Regions from separate parts of the Mus musculus genome. Here regions 2 and 3 are each linked to region 1. Evidence: chromatin contacts called from public HiChIP or PLAC-seq and promoter capture Hi-C data. All regions are on one chromosome and are shown on one strand. The core of a region is the stretch at or near the end of the contact, and the rest is flanking DNA. Distances in the headings are between cores, read along the strand shown.

Region 1 (4,175 bases), core at 913-3,412:
CTATTTCCCAACTTTTTCCATCCATCTTAATTCTGGATGTTTCTTTTAAAGCTGATTTGGTTTCCATGGAAAAAGCAACAGTACCATGATCCTTTCAGGCTCTTTATTTTTAAACATGAAAAACCTTGCATTTCATTTTCAATTTTTTTCTCTCAACAAATACTTATTAACTATTGTATTCTAAAGACACAATAAGATTCTAATTATAAAAGATTTTGATCACTTATAAATTTTGTAAGATTTGTCACCAAAGAAAAGTATAATTAAACACAAGATCAAAACTTATCTATTAAGAAAAGCAACAATACAAAACAAAATTCCTCAAAATAAATCTCTAAATTCCATAATTCTCTCAAAGCTAAAGGTAAATACTTGTATTGAAACATTTTTTTTTTTCGTTAAAAAATGACTTTTCTCTTCCTTGGTATTAGTGTAAAATACTGATAACCAACTTTGGTTTTGGATTTGTTTTTGTAAAACTATGACAAATTATCTACATCTTTTTTCTCCCCCTTCCCACAAAATCCAAATATGCTATTACCTTTCCTCAATATGATAACTCAATTCATCTGTTGCTAAGCTCACAAACAGCAAGATTTGGCACACAGACCCACCCTAAACCACTAGTAGCTACTTTTGGTTGCTAAGGAAATGAAGAGGAAGTAGTAAAAACAGACAAGAATAGAGAGAAATTTTGCAGGTTTTTAGACTAAACATAAAAATTATTTACAATATTTCAGTCTTAAATGATTGGAAGATTTACTCTGAGGAATAACAAAAAATATTAATATAACTACACAGAAAAATTTGCTGCCAGTTGTGATAAATGAATGATTTGCTTTAATGTAGCACACTCCAAAAACATCACTACTATTCACATGTAAGCATCAGGTTAATATAAACAAGGCTGCACTGCTGCTTTGGGGAAAATAATCATCTTCAAAATTAATTTTCTAAGACGCCTTTAAGTTTTACATTGCCTTTCTTTCCCTGTCATGAATTTTAAGGGCTCCAAATTCACCACTAAATAGTTCAGTCTAATCAAAATAATCTTAAGAAAAGAAATGAAAAAGAAAGAAAAAATAGTACAAAAATTCTGAACACAAGAGAGTAAATTGAAAATTATATTCAGTGTATTTTTTTAAAGTTCCAAGCAATGGTTTGGTTTCCCTTTTCTCCCCTCTTCTCTGCACACCCTCCCACACACAACCCCCCTTCCCATTCCACCTCATCCAGACAGAGGGTAACAGTCTGAGCTGCCCTGGTTGAGTTGATCCTAAAGTTAACATTCAGCAGCCCATTTCCAGACAGCAGCGCTAAATCTATTTGGATAAAACGCGTGTGACCCAGACAGTTGGCATTTGGCCCAAACGCGTTGCACCAGCAGCTCAAATAAAAACAAGAGTAAGAAACTTACTCTCTTGTTCCCTCTCAGTGTGCTTTCTTACTCTGGCTTGCTCTCTTTGCCCCTAATACAAGTGGACAGCTTATCAAAAACATGAATTATAGCATATATTATCAGAAAGATTTTCCAATACTCCCTTCAGCACTCTTGTTCTCTCTCCCCAGTCACTGAACTTCAGTCTTATATACCATATATACAGACATACTCTGATAAACAAGGCTCCAGAGAGTTATGAGTCTAGCATGGCCCAAGTGGGCAAAAGTAAATCAAAACCACACGCTTTCATCTCTTTGATTAGCCTATTAAGAGCTTAACATATCCTAGAGCATCGGTGCTCAGCCAGCACACTACTGCTACCCTGAGAGCACAGGCATGAAATATGCACTTGTCTGAATACTAAAGACACTGACATGAAACGGATTCTCAGAAGGCAATTTCATAAGTCTGGAAATCGATTAAAAACACACATCATCATTACCTTCTCCACGCTATCTGGTGATTAGTTAAAAGTCCACGATGATCATAATCAAGTCCACTTCGCACAACATGCAAATTCATACAATAAGCGCGTATTTTCACATTATAAAATACCTGTAAGCCCCGGAATTTTACATCCACGAGTAGACTAGAGTTTAAAAGATTTCTATCTGTAATGTGAGTTTAGTGAAACTCACTTCTTGCCATAAAGCACGCACGCGCGCGCAGACACAACACAGAGAGTGAGAGAGAGAGAGAGAGAGAGAGAGAGAGAGAGAGAGAGAAGAGGGGGAGGGAGAGAGAGAGAGGGAGAGAAGGGGAGAGAGGGAGAGGGAGAGGGAGAGAGAGACAGAGAGAGAATATCTAAGCGTTTTTCGGAAGATAAGCAAAGCACAAGTTGTTGGGTTTTTTTTTTTAAGGTTTCATTGAATATTGTGAAGTCTTCCTTACCGTTTTCATCTTCAAATTCTGATAAAAAGTAAATTTCAAACAATAGAGATTGCACTGGACGACTCACGTATTCTTTTCTGTCTTTTCTTTTTGCCTGCCCGCCCCCCCTTGCAAAGCCACACCAGCCAGTTATTCTGCAGCCAGAATAAAACCCTATAGTCTCGCTAACTGGAGTTTTAAAGAACAGACTTTCCGATTTGGCAGTTAAAAAAAAAAAAAAAGAAAAGAAAAGAAAAAAAGAAAAGAAAAGAAAAAAATCCGTTCAATACATCCAAGGCTATCAACCTGAGAAGTGCTTTGCAACCCCCAACTCCCTCCCTCCCCCCACCCACCCCCCCTCAAAAAAAAAAAAAAAGGAAAAAAGAAAGAGGAGGGGAAAGGCTTATTAGGGGTGGAAGTGGTGCCCTCTCTTCCTGGACAGCTTAGTGCCTTTGCTATGCAAATAACATGTGCAGAGCATCAAAAGGTATCAGGAGAGAGAAGACAAGAGGAGCAGGAAGGGCAGGAAAAGTTTTGTTGAAGTAGCCCTCGAGCTCACTGCCGGCCCCAAGCCAACTTCAATTGCAGCAGAAGAAAATTTTGGCAGCTTTCCTCAGAGGCAGAACAAACTGACGTCAGTCTGCAGATGTGCCTCGGCTGCGTCGGGTGCGCATGTGTCCTGGGTCGTCACGTGGAGGGGGAGGGGAAGTAGAGGTACAATCGGGGTATCCAACCACCAGCCATTCAGAAGGGCTTAGACAATGTCAACTTTTCCACCCTGTGAATGAGAGAAACTCCGGCCCTCTAACCTCTCTCCCCTAACCCACCCCGCCTATTTCCTCCTCCTCTAACCTCTTGCGGAGTCTTGTCTGGTTTGTTATTTACAGTTTCTTGGAAAAAGGAAAGGCACGGGGTAGGGGGTGGGGGATGGGGTGGGTAGACTAATGTCACTGTTAGAATTTTTGGTGTCATTCTCTGACTTTTGTTTGTTTGTTTTATTTTAATTTCTGCAGTAAATATTTAAAAGTTATTCATAAATTTTGTCATGTAAGGAGTCAGATCAGTAGAGCAAAATTTCAAGACTTAAAGACATGAACAAAACGCCTGTGTGTTGAATATATACTTCAACAAGTGAAAATACCACCAAAAGAATAAAAAGGAAACGAAATTGAGACCTGCACATTTTCCATGTGATTATCGACTTCAGGTTATGTGGACCTATAAAAGGAAAAGGGGGTGGGGAGTATTGCATTATTTCCAGATGAGAGACTAGATGGTGTTTTAAACTGCACCAGGGAAAGCCACAAGTGAGGGGGCGGGGGGGGGGGGTGTTTTAGTTGTTTTTGTTTGTTTGTTTGTTTGTTTGTTTTTGCTTGTTTGTAGTAGATTGAAAGAAACTTCAATGATTGCTCAAAAGAAAATAAAGCCTAAGTCAGCCCCCTAAAAAGGTTGGGGGTGGGGGCCGCAGCGACAACACGGGAGCCCTGCTGAGATCTCAAGATAAACAAACAAAACATTTAGAACCGGTTCTTCTTGCTTTCCAATCCCACCTCCCCCTCCACATCAGCTGCCAGTTCAGCCTTTAAAGATAAAATACCACCCCGACATAGCACTTTCACTTTCATTTACCAGGAAAAAGCCCCTGGCATTAAACCATAGAGAAAAAATATGCCCACTGCACTTTCCAAGTCCTAAGCAAGCAAACAATGTCTGGCGAAAGTATCGGAAACAGGAAGAAAATCGAAAATAGCTCAGGACAAATATTGCCTTTCAGCTGTGTAATCTGCCGCATCATTTATCTGTCTGTATTGTGGAGTGCGGGGTTGGGAATTGTTTAAGGGTTGCCAAGGTTGGGGGAGGGGAA
Region 2 (3,843 bases), core at 220-2,719, 580 kb before region 1:
GTGACAAATGTAGCTGCTGAGCAGCATGGGTGAGATTCAGGTGGAGTCTGGTTGGTTCTGAGTTGAGAATGTGACGCTGAGAATCCAGGAAGCCATGGGGGGTATCAGAACATGGTTCCAGAGAGGAGAGAATTGGGTGAGAGGACAAATGACCTATAGTCTAGCTTCGAAGGTACAAGAATGTTCAGCTTAGTACTGATCTGTATACATAGGGGAGGAAGCTGTCTGAGGCTGGGGAAAGAAACATTGAAAAGAGTAGAGAGAATGGTCTTTAAAGTTCCTGCTTCTACGCTTTTTGGCTAAGATCAAGTAAAAAGTTCCGACAGATCTGGAGGTGGTGGGGTCTGCTGCCACTGGTAAACTGCGATTCTGAATGCATGGAGTAGAATATTCAGAAAGCATTGGTTTCTGTAGGGAAAAATGTAGTCCCCAGGCCCATGCTGGCCCCGCCTAACAAGGTTTAAAAACAAATTGGAAAGAATCAAACTGCTTCCAAGTAGCTGTGTCCCAGAGCATGGCTGGGAAATATTTATAAGACTAGAAAAATATCCAGCACACAAGTTCATGATGTCTGCCTTCCAATCAAGCCCCTGGCCAAAGGAAGGAAGCAGAATTTGAAAATGAACAGGTGGGTATGGGGGACTTTTGGTATAGCATTGGAAATGTAAATGAGCTAAATACCTAATAAAAAATGGAAAGAAAAAAAAAAAGAAAAGAAAATGAACAGTGCTCTGCCCTGGAAATTCTGCAGGCACTAGCTTCCAGTGAAAGCTATTGTTATTTTTGTTCTTATCCTCCCCCCCCCCCCCGCAGTATTGTTTGACTTGCTACAACAAGGACACATCGCTAATGTTATTTCAAAAGACTGGACAAATCGCTTAGGAAAATGAGAATCAACGGAAAAAGTGGTTTCTGCACTTCAGAAGTGACCGAAAGTCTTCCCCTTTCTGCTTCACTTTCTGGAAGCTTCTCACTTTCTTTTCCACCATCTCTTGCCTTTCCTCCCTTTTCCATGTAGTTTAGGTGAACATGGGGGTGCCACTGTATGTTTTTTTAAAACACCCACAGTTAATTTTTCTAAGAGAATGTTGTTACCTGACTTTGAACACCCTGTACTCTCACTAAAGCTAATCAGAGGCCCTTTTACTAGCCTGCTCCCCAACCTGGATTAGTAGTCCACCCAGGTAAAGCCTTTGCAAGCCAGACCCCATTTGCCATGTCACTGGGCAAACAAAGTGCCATGACACTTTGGCTGTACCTGTGTAAACTGCACCCAAGCCCACCTCTGCTGTTCCCTCTACAGAGATCCTTCTGATGTGAAGACTGCTACAGGTTGTGATGAAGAGAATGAAACTGGAAGGGAGTCCGTAGAGAGCAAAGAAAACAGTCGGAGTTCCGGAGAGGGAGAAGAGGCAGAGGGCTGGGCCATCAGAGAAAGGGACCACTCAGAGACCAGACCCAGCGGTGAGAGCAGAGAGCTCCGGCACCTCGTGGACAGCGGGAGGTAGAGCGGAGAGGGCTCAGAGGCTGAGTGCCAGGCACTTGGACCCCAAATCGCAGGAGGCGCCCAGGGTTGCCTGGGCTTGGGACGAGCGCAGTCCGAGCACACATCGCACGCACCTCGGGATCCTGAGCACGGCCGCCGGCGATGAGCCAGAGCAGCCGCCTGTGCTCGGGCTACTACAGCCTCAACCGCAGCTTCGTGGAGCCTTTCCAGTGCCCGCAGCGCGGCGATGGGGCCGCGCTGCTCTATTGCTGCGGCTTCGCAGACCTCAAGTACTGCTGCAGCGAGCCGGGCAGCTACTTCCCCTACAAGCACAGCTACATGTGGAGCCTCAGGTGGGCAGGGCAAGGCAGGGCAGGGCAGGGCAGGGCAGGGCAGGGCAGGGCAGGGCAGGGCTGGGCAGGGCTGGGCAGGGCAACCTCCTTCTAGACCCGGGAAAGTGACCAGTGAAAGACACAAAGCTGGAATCAGGGAAGTCTAGCTCCGGCTGGGTTCAGGTCCTCGTGCCAAGGCGCCAGATTTCTGAATGGTTTCTGCAGAGAACCCTGGAGACAAATGAGAACCCTGTATATATCCCAGGCTACCCCAGGGACCACTGCTTGTGAGATGAGCTGGAAACTCTACTAACAAGACTGGAGGTTTTAATTCCTCTTCAGGTATTTGTTGATATGGTACATTTGAATGGAAAGGACGCTTCTTTGGAACCCAGGTTGAGGTATTGGACCAATGGAGTACTTAGAGTCACTGGGCAGCTGGGGTCTCTCTCTCTCTCTCTCTCTCTCTCTCTCTCTCTCTCCCTCTCTCTCTCTCTGTGTGTGTGTGTGTGTGTGTTTGTGTGTTGGCTTGAGTAGGTGCTACATACAACTAGGCTTTACAACTTGCTCTTCTCAGCGGTTCGGACACTGACACTGCACAACCAGACTGAAGGGTCGAGCACGGAAGGAAGAGCTTGAGTTACTCTGCTTACACACAGTGTGTCCTTTCTAGACACCCTTCCCTCGCACCTGAACCATTTGACCATGGCTTGACGTCTGGTCACTTTTCAAAGACAAGCCTTTCTTGATTCTTTTTCCTACATTGTACCCCCACCCCCACCCCCCGCTTATTTCTGTTCAGACTTTATGCTTGTTTTCACATTGAAATGCTCCCTCTAGAAGACTGCAAACTTAGAAACTTTAAATTTGATTCTTTTCTTTTGTGTACAGAATGAATGGAATCTTAATATTATAGGAAAGAACTTAAACTCCTAACATAAATTGTGTGTGTGAGCGTGTGTGAGGGTGTGTGTGTGTGTGTGTGTGTGAGAGAGAGAGAGAGAGAGAGAGAGAGAGAGAGAGAGAGAGAGTGTGTGTGTGTGTGTAGAGGAGGGGGAGGCAGGGAGAGAGAGAATTAGCTAGCATGAGTTACTATCACATCACTTTCTCATTACAATCGAGAACTAGACACACATGTCAGATCAATAGCAAACAAAGTAGGACAAAGTTGGCAGAACATTATGTCAACTTATTTTGTCCTCAATAGATTATTTGGGGGAAGAAAGTGATGGACTGTCCTGTTATCTGGGCTTTTCTAGACACGCTCAGACAGTCATTCATCTGTGAGTGCTTGAAAGTGTTGATGAGGGTAGAATTAGTGCCAACTGAGCCTGGCAATGCCCAAATCAAACTCTATTGAAAATGGTGCCCAAGATCTTCAGATCTCTAGATGCCACAGTGACAAGCAGAAAGGGCCATTGAACATTCCTGAGGTTTTCGAGAACACAAAGGAGGGATCAGCCTTCTGGGGTCTATCTTCATCAGGACAAAACAGATAGTTAGTCCAGTGTCAGGGGAAATAGGAAAATCACTTTAACTGGGGGCATCAGTTGGCTACATTGAACCAGGGGTTCCTGTGAATTGCTGAGCTCTGGAAACGCCACAGGAGGATACATTTATGAGAGCTTCATTTCTCTTCTATTCTTTGCTCTTCGATCCTAATTTAAAATACTCCAACTGCGAAACATATTACAGAAGTCAGTAGCTTTGGAACTGAGATTCCACAGCTGCTAGAGACAGGCAGCCAGAGCTACCTTGAGGCGAGGGCAGGTGCTAAGTAGGAGAATGGCTATATGGATGTGCCGACAGCTTCTCACACTTTCTAACAGTGGAATGCTAGGAAGGACAATTCTCCCTTTCCAGTGTCTGCCCCATTCATTTCTTCCCTACTCTTCTAAAACCCTAAATTCAAAGAGTCTACTTCAGTAACCTTTTCCAGGTCTTAAGAAAATGAGGCTTATTTATCAGAACCATTCATGAATGGATGCTGAATAAGTATTTGTTGACATGACCAACTTAAGGGAC
Region 3 (3,883 bases), core at 870-3,369, 620 kb before region 1:
CATACTCCTAAGAAATTATTGTAGAAATACATTTAAGTGAAACAGCTCCTTATCAACCTTTAAAATAATATTGTACATCACCTCAGGGTAGTAATTTTCTTACCAGTATATATTTAAGGGAAATATGGTGATCAAAATATGTTTTCCTTTAACTGTTACTATTCCAGTATTTTAGGAAAAATATAGTAAATTTGTGGAATGAGTGGGCTTTTTGTCAAGTGATATTTTCCATGTATATTGATTTGCAGCTTGAGAAATAAATGTCTGCTTTCCAGGATGAAATAATTAAAATATTTACCTTTTGAAAGATAAAAAAAATACTCTTGTTGGACATTTACAATTCAGGTTAAATGAAGAAAACAGCATATTTTCCTATTTCAAGTTCCTTCAGCTGTACCAGGAAACCTGGCTTCTCTGCCCTGCATACTGAGTATCAGAATGTCTTTAGTGACTTTCACCCATGAGGACTGCAATTCAATAATAGGCTCCCGATGTGGGGTTCTCGAACAACCCTAGCTATCCTGTACTTCCTTCACCTTCCTAGGGGACAGACTTAATATGGGCACACTGACAAGCAGGTGAGATCAGAAGAGAAGGAAGGGCGGGCTGGGCAGTTAGAGGCCACAGTGGTAGAGGTGGGTGGGTGAGGTATGGTCATTATTGGAAAATAATTGAGGGCATCAAATAGATAAGTAACAGTAGAATAGGATGGTAAGTAAGATAAGTAACAATAGCTTTCCCCAAGACTATGTTCATTTAATATTTGTTGTCATTCAACCAACATTTATTGAGTATAAGCTATGTACCTACGCCAGCTACGCAGTTTTAAAGACACAGCCTTGTCCTGTCTTCCAGACCTACCTAATGTAGAAGACACAGGGAAGATATTGATATAATGACGACAGCAGATGGGAGGAGGAGATGGAGGTGATAGGGTTTCATGCATTCATTAATCCTGCATGTTTCTCCTTTTCTCCTAAACCACTGGGCACAGGCTCTTACTTCTGCCTCTCCTATAAAACTGATTTCAGAACCATCCAATGCTCCGCTGCTGCTGCTGCTGCTGCTGCTGCTGCTTCTTCTTCTTCTTCTTCTTCTTCTTCTTCTTCTTCTTCTTCTTCGTCCTCCTCCTCCTCCTCCTCCTCCTCCTCCTCCTCCTCCTCCTCCTTGGCTTCTTCTCCTTCTTTTCTTCTAATCTGGGGAAGGGGCTCAGTCTGTGTTTTTTCACAAAAAGAAGATGGAGCTCAATGGCTGCCTGAGAGATTAGTTCGTCAACTAGACACAGATCCTGAATCTTCTAGCAAGTATGACTCTAACCTTGATTATGGCTAAAAATCCTCTTTAGCCAAAAAATTAAATTAAAGCACAGCCTCCACTCCCAGGGAAGCTGTAAGCCTTTCTGCAATTCTCAAAGTCACCTCCTCCACACCCGGAGCTCTAGGTCTAGCCTGATCGTTGCTAATTTGCAAATGAATGGAGTATCTGGACTTCCCCAAAAGAAGCTTTTGTAGTGTGCCTTTCACTGTCTAGACTTTGTTTTCAAGCAGGTCAGTCAACGCCCTTCAGCCTGACTGCAGCAGGTGTGCATCCCCGCCCCCAACAGCTTGCAGGTGGCAGTTATTAATTTTCATCAAGAATTCTAAGTACATATTGTCTTGTCCCTTTGGTCTGATTTGGGAATAAGGTGCGCTATGAGGGCCAGTTAGCCAATGACAGGCAACCAGATCCCAGATCATACCAATCTAAGACAGGGGTACATGCCAAAAGGCAGTGGCCGTTGATATTACACCATAGAGCCATGTTTGTGTGAATTATAACACAAACTCACTGCATGTAACTTCTGATAACGGAATTGGATGGTTCGAGAGGATCTGAGATCCTAAGGCAGGCACGGCCGCCAGCCACCATAATTCCCAGGCAGGACTATGGAGCATAAATAAATTTTATACCTCAGTCCAGCTTTTTATTAATATTAATAACAGGGAGGAGATGTAGCCTCCCAAAAACCTGAAACAGGCTAAGCCAGAACCTGACCTTGCTGCCACTAAGGAGATTATCTAGGGTGGAGCCTTCCTCCCTAGATCACTCTAATGTTCTGCCACCTTGGCTGTTCCTCTTCAAGATACTGCTACCTGCTGAGAGGCCCTGGAGCTATTCTGGAGATTACGCCCTATTCTGCACATCATCACCTGCAGCTGGTTCCAGGCTCCAAGGATGAATTGGCAGGAATAACCTTAAATATCTGCTTCTCTTGCCATCACCTCCCACAGACTGGGATTACAGGGTACACTTCCACACCTAGGTCTATGTAATGATGAGGATATAGCCCAGTGCTTCTTGAATAGTAGAGATATACTCTACCAACTGAGCTACCCCCACCAGCCCTGGGATCCCCATATTCTTTGTGCACTGATATGTCCTGAGCACCTACAACCCTGCTTGGGACATGGTAGGAGCATAATAACATATGTTTACAGCCCTGCTTGGGACATGGTAGGAACATAATAACATATGTTTCATTAAAACTGAGTTTGTTCAACACCACTTGGAAGACAGATTTTTTTTTTTTTTGCATCTGCTATGCGCCATTCTGCAATACAGTACCTAAATATTAAGAGATAAATAAAGGAGACTTGCCCTCACATTCATGAAGCACAAAGAACACTGGAGAGCAGACTCCACCAGAGGAATTGTGATGACCGTTCTCATGGTAGTCAGAGTGTTGTTGGAAAATACACTTGGGAGTTAGAAAAGGCCTCCCTAAGGAAATGGCTTAAGTTAAAACCAGAATGAAATATAAACGGAAGTGGGAAGGACACGCAGAGCATCCTGGACTGAGAGAGCAGACAGGGGTGGCATCAACCAAGTATTGTGCAGGAGCAGTGACTCATTTGTGGCTGGGAAAGGAAAGAGGAAAACCAGATGAGATCACACTTAAATTGAATTAACTGGGTCAGGTAGCAGGGACTGACAGGTTGCAAGGGTGAGAAAGAGCAAATAGACCACTGTCAGCTGAAATCCAGGAGAAGGGAAATGTGGAGCTAGGTTGACTGAGTTTGCCTGGACCACAGGGCTGAGCTCCTAAGGGAGTGCTACGAGAAGAAAGGCAGTTGGAGCAGACATAATGAGAAAGTCTGGGAAGGATTTGTGTGGGATTTCACCATCTTATTTAGTTGTGGCATGTTGACTCCAAGAACTGACACCATGGTAGTCGAGAATATGCTGAGTTTGATCCCACAACCTAGAAGGTCCCGGACACTGTTTTTATAAAGGAATGAAAGACAAAATCTTCGTCGTTAAAATTCAGAGGAGTCAAATGAACCCAAGAATTTACAGTTCACTTCTTCACAGTGAGAAATAGAGCTCTGCCTGACAGCCATGGTTGGTGGCCCTCAGTCTCGTTGCCTTCACACACTCTTTCTCTGGATCTGTGAATGCACCAGAAGGTTCCAGAAGGGAGGTTTCCTGTAACCTTGACAAAGCATTGCTTTTAAGTGGTGTTGCCTGACTGGTTTGTTCTCATAAAGGATTACCATGGCTTTTTTCAGGGAACCAAGTTGCTCTCGTTTTCAAGTTCTTTCTAGTGAACGAACCCAAGGGAATTAAGCTGGGAAATGAAAAGGCCAGGATGAAGATGGGAAATGGAAAGGCCAGTTAGGATCTGTGTAACCAGGATGAAGACAGTGGGGCAGGATGAGACAGAGGACTATCCAGGGAATGGAAGATTAAAACAATCGTATTTGTCCAAATTGTTCTGTCAAAAGATTTTACAGAGAAAAAAAATTGAAATTATTGGGAGGGGAAAAAATTTCATACCAGACCATAAAAAATTATATAGAAAATGATCTCTAATACATTGATTCTCTGGCAATTGAATCATGGC

Evidence for each region. Promoter capture Hi-C pulls out the DNA fragments that hold promoters and counts their contacts. HiChIP or PLAC-seq counts read pairs in DNA pulled down with a chosen protein or histone mark.
Region 2: a contact with region 1 is called in a promoter capture Hi-C map of trophoblast stem cells, with 4 times the contacts expected there. The contact joins the promoter of Shisal2b here to the promoter of Adamts6 in region 1. A contact is called at or near these places in 12 of 39 promoter capture datasets (the 3T3-L1 cell line, the C10 cell line, the HPC-7 cell line and 6 more), 7 of 115 datasets of contacts at active chromatin or transcription factors (astrocytes, double positive thymocytes, embryonic hindbrain and 3 more) and 2 of 9 other capture datasets (adipose tissue and pancreatic islet).
Region 3: an H3K27ac HiChIP or PLAC-seq map of embryonic stem cells shows a contact between it and region 1, with 6 times the contacts expected there. The contact joins the enhancer-like site here to the promoter of Adamts6 in region 1. A contact is called at or near these places in 5 of 39 promoter capture datasets (the 3T3-L1 cell line, the C10 cell line, embryonic stem cells and 2 more), 1 of 15 datasets of contacts at CTCF or cohesin (pro-B cells), 7 of 484 Hi-C or Micro-C datasets (the G1E-ER4 cell line, cerebral cortex, embryonic fibroblasts and 4 more), 10 of 115 datasets of contacts at active chromatin or transcription factors (the 230-238 cell line, acute myeloid leukemia, bone marrow-derived macrophages and 4 more) and 1 of 9 other capture datasets (embryonic stem cells).

What each region holds. Positions count from the first base shown.
Region 1 is chr13:104,285,822-104,289,996 of GRCm38.p6, reverse strand. It overlaps Adamts6 (a disintegrin-like and metallopeptidase (reprolysin type) with thrombospondin type 1 motif, 6), which reads right to left and starts at 2,162. Exons shown (of 25, transcript NM_001081020.2): 1 at 1,997-2,162.
Region 2 is chr13:104,861,519-104,865,361 of GRCm38.p6, reverse strand. Shisal2b (shisa like 2B) reads left to right here and starts at 1,469. Exons shown (of 3, transcript NM_029984.1): 1 at 1,469-1,839. The coding sequence starts at 1,649.
Region 3 is chr13:104,909,442-104,913,324 of GRCm38.p6, reverse strand. No RefSeq gene overlaps it. Among named protein-coding and RNA genes, the nearest start is that of Gm41048, 3.4 kb to the left of the region's middle. Within about 2 kb of position 2,119, at least 9 of the 459 cell types and tissues checked have an H3K27ac peak or open chromatin away from gene starts, as enhancers often do. A contact at or near this core is called in embryonic stem cells, where this site is marked.